Regions from separate parts of the Sus scrofa genome. Here region 1 is linked to region 2. A link is a contact called in public HiChIP or PLAC-seq data. All regions are on one chromosome and are shown on one strand. The core of a region is the stretch at or near the end of the contact, and the rest is flanking DNA. Distances in the headings are between cores, read along the strand shown.

Region 1 (3,658 bases), core at 1,126-3,625, 54 kb after region 2:
CTAGAGGAGCCAAGAAACGAAGCGATGGTGAAAACCAACCCAATTCCAGGGCCAGGCACGCAGGGAGGCGGCCTGCAGGCACCCGGCAGGGGTGCTCAGGCGTGTCCCTCACCAACCTTTTCTCCAGAGGAACCTCTCCTTCGAGGGAAGGTATTGATGGCAGCCTCCAGGAAATGCCCCAGAGAGCGTGTGCCATCCAGAGGCCCGTGGGCGCTGGCACCCCCAACAGAATCTGCAGACTTCTAGGCTGGAGAAGAGATGGGTCAGATGCCACAGAAATGCGACGCTCAGGCCACCGGGCTCAGCACAGGTGCTGAGTGGTGAGCCAGGTCCCTTTGAGCCTCCAGGGTGGCCTGGGAGGCCAGTGGGATGAAGACCGCAGGGGCATCAAAGACAAGCTGGGCCCATTTCACGTTTTTGTCATGAGCCTGCCCTATCCTATCCCTCCTATTTTGAAAAACAAACAAACCAATATTAATTTGTACTTAAAAAAAACCAAACAAACAACTCACGTCTGGATCACTCCCTGCTGTCACATAAGCACCTTTATTACACGGCAGGAAGCCTGGTATGTCTGAGACCTTGGACTGTTTACAACATTGGGGCTGCAGGTCAAGGTGACCTTCAGACCACAAAAGGGGCAATGCCTGGCGCGTGGCAGGGCCTTTCAGAGGACGTGAGACATCCAGGCCACTGCCACGTCTTAGGGGACCTGGGGGTTTGCAGAAGGGCAAAATGTCAGGACAGGATTAGAAAAGTGCATTTTAAAGATTTAATATTTAAAACTGGAAGGCTTTTAACTATTACATTTAGAATAAACAACGCGGTCTCTATCCAGTCTCCCGGGATAGACCATGATGGAAAATGATACGAAACGGAATGTATGACTGCGTCTCTCGGATGTATAGCAGAAACCAGTGCAACACTGCAACTCAGCCATACTGTCATAAAAATAAAAAATAAATATTTTCTCCTCAAAATATAAATAAATAGAAATGGAATGCTTTCAACACACACATAACTCATATACAAGGAAATTGCACATTTACTAGAAATGATTTTTTTGGGGGGGGTTAGGGCTGCACCCACGGCATATGGAGGTTCCCAGGCTAGGGGTCGAATCAGAGCTGTATCTGCCGGCCTACACCACAGCCACAGCAATGCAGGATCCGAGCCGTGTCTGCGACCTACACCACAGCTCAAGGCAACGCTGGATCCTTAACCCACTGAGAAGGGGCCAGGATCAAACCTGCAACCTCATGGTTTCTAGTTGGGTTCGTTAACCACTGAGCCACAACGGGAACCTGGGAAGAATAATAATTTTACATTGCCAGAAGTCAAAAAGTTATGTGTTGCCTACTGGTTCCAGTTGAGACGCCCCCAATTTTCTCGATTAACTTTCTCCCCCTCTGTCAAGTCCACCTACATCTTAACGAGGGGTCTGGCAGCTCTCCTGCTCGGCAGCTATTACACAGACAAGCGCGTTCAGTGCTTACAACACAATTTGACCTCTGCCCTCGGGCAGGACCGCGTGCCATCTGAAGAACGGATCTTGCCATAGAGAGGAGAGGTCATCTTATGACACAGGAAAACGGGCTGCTTTCTAGATAATTGAAATAATTCATCTCTGAGTAGCCGCAAGTCATTACTAAGCTGCATTTTCGTTCCCTGGGTATCTAGTTTGGTCCTTCTCTCAACCCCAAAGCAGCAAGTGGAACCGCTGGAAGGGAGGGAAGAGGGAACTCACTGGGGTAAAAGGGAGCTGAGACCCCAAATAGAAATCCCCAAACAAGGACAGAAAAACAGACCATCAGAGGAGAGGCCGGCGGAGGAAACAAAGGAGGCCACACCCAGCGGCTGATTCACGTGGACTCCTGTCTGGGTTTGCTGCTGTCCTTCTGTAACAGTCCCCAAACAGGGGGTGGGCACAGGCCCCACCTGAAACCCAAGGGTGTCCTGAAGATCCCGCTAATGGACAGAAGGCCCAGGACAGGGCTGCAGGTGGGACAGCCCTGCCGTCCTCCGCCACTCTATTCAAGGATGGTCGGCTCTCCCTAGGAATTTTGTTACATTTCCTCAGCCAACAGAGGCTCCTCTGAGAAACGTGAACCAGAAAAACCACAGCACACCCTCTGTATCGTATTCATCCAGAACTTTCTGAGACCAAAACGCTGTGAAGGCAGACCGAGGAGAGGACACAGATCCTGAATGGCAGAGAAATGCCAGGTAAAATTTGTTTTATTAGTCAAAACCAAAGCCAGGAAAACTCTTCTGCCTCAATGCGTGGAATCAACAAAAATGAGCATCTTCATCCCACAAACCACCCGGGCCGGCCAGCCGGCAGCGAGCGGCTGGGTTTCCTTCCTGTGTCCTTGAGCGCCCTCTTCTGGAGAAATCCTGAGTTACAACACCAATAATTCCACCGGGGGCCGCCAGGCTCCAGTGGCCCTGATTTTCCAGATTTGCAAAGAGGAACAACTATGAAGGAAGCCCCATGTGTTCTCCCCTTGCCACTTTGCCCAATGAGAGGCATAAACCAAACTCGCTCAAAGGCAGCATCCGGTTCCCTGGACAGCCCTGCCTGATGTCCAGTCAGTTTTGTCCATGGCCGTTAGGACTTCAGGTCTGTCACCGCCAGGTCCCCACCTTCCTTACCTTGTCCTCTTTCACCTGAGTCCGGGGTCCCAATGAGTCCAGCGCTGATGACTTCATCCTTGGCCCACATACCAGTTGAAACCTGTCCCAGGGACTTCCAGGCCTGCCCCTTGGGCAAGTCAGTTAATCTCTAGGCCTCTCTGTCCTGGTCTCTGGGCTCCAGACTCGCATCGGATGACTTCAAAGTATCTTTCATGTGTGGGGCTAAAGTTCACATGCCCAAGAAGAAAGACAGGTTCTTCGTTTTCTTTTTCTTTTTGTCTTTTGTCTTTTTAGGGCCACATCTGCAGCATATGGAGGTTCCCAGGCTAGGGATCGAGTTGGAGCTACAGCTGCCAGCTAGCACCACAGCCACAGCAATGCAGGATCTGAGCCACGTCTGTGACCTACACCACAGCTCACGGCAATGCTGGATCCTTAACCCACTGAGCAAGGCCAGGGATCGAACCAGCGTCCTCATGGATGCTAGTCGGGTTTGCTAACCACTGAGCCGCGATGGGAACTCCCGTGGAGAGACAGGTTCTGATCCTTAATCAGATCTGCAGAGAATGAGCACAGCAGAGAAACTGCTGATTCTGCATTGGGTGAAAAGCGGAAAAGGCCAGTGGGGAAGCAACGTGGGTTGGGATCTGGTCCTGGGGCCCTAGGATCCCAGCAGCACCTTAGAGCCTTTTCCCGGTGTCCCCTGCCTGCCTCCTGGTCCTCCCTGTCTTCAGGAATCTGGGTGCTGCCGCCTAACCAGATGGCACCACCAGTGTCCCATTTCCAGCTGAAATCCAGGCCCACCTTGTGTCCTCATGGCCCTGACCTTTTCCTTACACCTTAGTCCCTGGAGGAGGAGCCCAGGGCTGGACTGGCTGGTTGGCTCTGCCTGGAGGATGCATGCAGTCAGTGTCCAGGGAGAGCTGCCTGTCCCTGCGTCCTTGGCAGGAAGACTGGCAGCCGCAGCACTGCACCTGTCCCAGGATGACTCCTGGTGTCAGTTCTGGGCTTGTACAGGCTC
Region 2 (3,427 bases), core at 183-2,682:
CAAGTATTCAACAGAGAAGACCTATAATTAGGGCAGCATTTGGTGCTCTTATCTAGAGGAGGGAGAAGAGGCAGGAAGCTCTATAAATTCCTGCCTTGGGTTCAGCACAGGACACCTCCAGATGTTTGAATCCTGAGATTACACCAGGAAGGGGCAACCTTCTCCCATAGGTGAAGGTAACTTGGGCAGACACTTCCGTGGCAGGGCAGGACCAGGCCTTGATTTTCTCTGCTCTCAGAGACTGCAGGCAGCTGGCAGCTCTCCTTCCAGACCAGCCTCTGCCACTGACCCTCAACTTCAGAGCTGCTGAACTCCAGAAAGAAAGTCAAGATCTAGAACCGAGATAATGAGGGATTGGGGCCTGAGGTTTCGAGATGAGCAAAGATAAGAATAAACAGGACTGTTCTTCCTAAATTTTACAGCCGAAGCTCTGCGCACGGCTGGCACAGAGCTGGGTGGAGGGAAGCCTGGGAGTTGCTGAGTGGACCACACTCATGGCCCAGCCTGGTTCCCAGGTGCTGCTCCTCAGCCCCGCCCACAGCAGAGATGGCCAGGATGCAGCTAAGCAGGAGGCCAAGGGCCCAGCTGAGGTGCTTCCAAGTTACCAGAAGTGCTCTGAGGGCCAGCTCTGGGCCCCTGCCCTCCAGGGGCTGCTCTGAGGCGCTTACCTCATTGGGAGGCTCAAGCTGGGGCCACCTCAAAGGGGTACCCCTGGCGGCGATGTTCAGAACAAGCTCATCTTCTCGGCAAGCCTAGCATCACTCCGCTGGCCCCGAGCTGCCCCGGGGCAGGAGCAGACACCAGACCCTGCCAGCCGGGGGCCTGGCCAGGGGTCCGACCAAGAAGCGGGGACCAGAGGGGGGCGAGAGTCACAGGGGCAGCAGAAAAGGCCCAGGAGGGTGTCAGGGGACCAGAGGGAAAGCTGCGACCGCCGCTGCCACCCACCTGACGATGTGGAAAGCCCAGAACAGGCGACTGGCCCCCTGCCCACGTACAGTGCGGACGATGCTGAGATACAGGTAGAGGGCGATGGCCACCGTCCAGAAGAAGGAGCTGGTGTTGGCGAAGGTGGACAGCGCGCCCTGAAGCACGCAGTCCCAGGAGGGGCCCTCGAAGTCCCGCAGCACCCCGTAGAAGTAGGAGGTGGCCGAGAGCAGGTCAGCCAGCGACAGGAAGAGCAGTAGGCGCCGCGCCCTGCTGCGCAGGTCGGGCCACAGGGCGTGCGTGGCCACCAGCAGGCCCGAGCCGAGCGCGGACAGCACGCACGAGAGCAACACCACGATGCGCTCCGACGGCATCAGCTCGGTGGGCGGCGCGGGAGGAGACATGGCCGGGCGCGGAGCGGGCCGGGGCGCCGCCAGGACAGAGGCCCGGCCCCGCGTCCGGCAGACGCCGTCTGGGCACCGACCCACGAGCCGCTAGCGCCCCAGCGCCCGCCCCGCCCGAGTCCCTGCCCCTCCCGGCCCTCCCGGCCCACCCTGGGCCCCGCGCCCGCGCCCCGCCCCGCCCCTGCTCCTAGGCCCCGCCCCGCCCCTGCTCCCAGGCCCCGCCCCCGCCCCACGCCACGCCCCCGCGCCCTCCGCGCTCCACCCGGTGGCGCCCAAGTCCGCCCCGCCCTCGCGCCCCACCCCCGCCCTCGAACCACGCCCCTGCGTGTCCACGCTCCACCCCGTGGCCCCCACGTCCCGACTGTGGCCCCGCGCGGGGCTCTGAGCCTTTCCCTGCCCAGCGCCCCAGACCCCAGGCAAACCCCCAGCTCCCCAGCACCATCCCTAAGCCCCGCCCCTGCCCCCCGGTTCCTTTCATGCCCGTGGTCCATTCCTCAGCGCTGCACTACCCCCCCTCCCCACAGAGCCTCTGGCTCTGGCCAGACAGCTAGGACGTCCAGTTCTGGGGAGGGATGGACTGGCATTTTTAGGGCTAATATTACCTTCTTTCGTTAGAGCCAGGCTCTGTGTGTGTGTGTGTGTACACAAGTTTGTGCAACCATCATCTTTATCTAATTCCACGTGTTCATTCCCTCGAAAAGAAACACAGTAGTGTCAAGGGGTGATGGGTCCAAAATGGAATCACTTGTGCTAAGCTCACATCACCAAACCGAAATTTAATACTTAATGTAATTGTAGTTTCAACCTCTCCCAGGAATGTAACCTTAACCAGTCAATCTGGAATTTCCTGCTCAGCACTAGTGAAGCAACCCATCAGAGAGACCCCTGCCATGTGCCTAAAGAAGGGAGTCTTGCCTGAAATAATCAGCTCTTTGCTAGAATCCGTCCCTTGTCCCATCTCTTGTCTATGAAACCCTTCCACTTCGTACAGCCCTTCAGAGTGATGCTGCATGATTCATGATTGGTGAATAAAGCCAATAAGATCTTTAGGATTCACTCAGTTGAATTTCATATTTTACCTGTAGTCATTCTGCATCGCTCTCTCCCCTCCAGTTCCTGGCAACTACTAATCCAACTTCTGTGGATTTACCTTTCTGGAAATTTCACAGAGATGGGATCAAATAATAGGTGGTCTTTTGTGACTGGCTTCTTTCACTTTGTCTTCAAGTTTCATCCACATTATAGCATGTACAGGGCTTCATTCCTTTTTGTGGCTGAGTAATGTTCCATTGTACAGATATCCCACATTTGTTTTTCCGCCTATTAATTGATAACCACATTTGGCTATTATAAATAAAATTGCTATGAATGTTCATATACTTTTTTTTTTTTTTTTTTTTTGTCTTTTTAAGGCTAAACCTGAGGCATATAGAAGTTCCTGGGCTAGGGGTTGAATCAGAGCTACCATTGGTGGCCTACACTACAGCCACAGCATCACAGGATCTGAGCCTTGTCTGCGACCTACACCACAGCTCGCAGCAACACCGGATCCTTAACCCACTGAGAGAGGCCAGGGATCAAACCCGCATCCTCATGGATACTAGTTGGGTTCGTTACTGCTGACTCATGATGGGAACTCCTCATATCCAAGTTTTTGTGTGGACATAGATTTTCAGTTCTCTTGGGTGCATACCCAGGAGTAGAATTGCTGGGTCATATGGTTACTCCATTTTTAACTTTTTTGAGGAACTGCCAGACTGTTTCCCAAAGTGGCTGCACCGCTTTATATTCCTGCAGCTCTAACTTCTCCACATTCTAACACTTTTGATTATCTGCTTTTGGATTCTACTAGTGTGAAGTGGTGTTTCATTGTGGTTTTGATTTACATTTCTCTAACAGTGATGTAAATAATTTCATAAGCTTATTGTTCATTTGCATACCCTCTTTAGAGAAATGTGTGTTAGGATCTCTTGCCTATTATTTATTTATTTATTAGCTTGCTTTTTAGGGCCACACCTGTGGCCTATGGAAGTTCACAGCTAAGGGCTGAATCAGAGCTGTAGATGCCAGCCTACACCACAGCCATAGTCACGTGGGAT

What was found. HiChIP or PLAC-seq counts read pairs in DNA pulled down with a chosen protein or histone mark.
Region 1: an H3K27ac HiChIP or PLAC-seq map of alveolar macrophages shows a contact between it and region 2. The contact joins the enhancer-like site here to the promoter of GPR157 in region 2. A contact is called at or near these places in 1 of 5 promoter capture datasets (liver), 22 of 47 Hi-C or Micro-C datasets (adipose tissue, alveolar macrophages, blood and 10 more) and 2 of 2 datasets of contacts at active chromatin or transcription factors (alveolar macrophages and skeletal muscle).

Annotation. Positions count from the first base shown.
Region 1 is chr6:69,632,971-69,636,628 of Sscrofa11.1, forward strand. No RefSeq gene overlaps it. Among named protein-coding and RNA genes, the nearest start is that of H6PD, 32 kb to the right of the region's middle. Within about 2 kb of position 2,376, at least 2 of the 83 cell types and tissues checked have an H3K27ac peak or open chromatin away from gene starts, as enhancers often do. A contact at or near this core is called in alveolar macrophages, where this site is marked.
Region 2 is chr6:69,580,224-69,583,650 of Sscrofa11.1, forward strand. GPR157 (G-protein coupled receptor 157) reads right to left here and starts at 1,433. Exons shown (of 4, transcript XM_021095284.1): 1 at 942-1,433. The coding sequence starts at 1,328.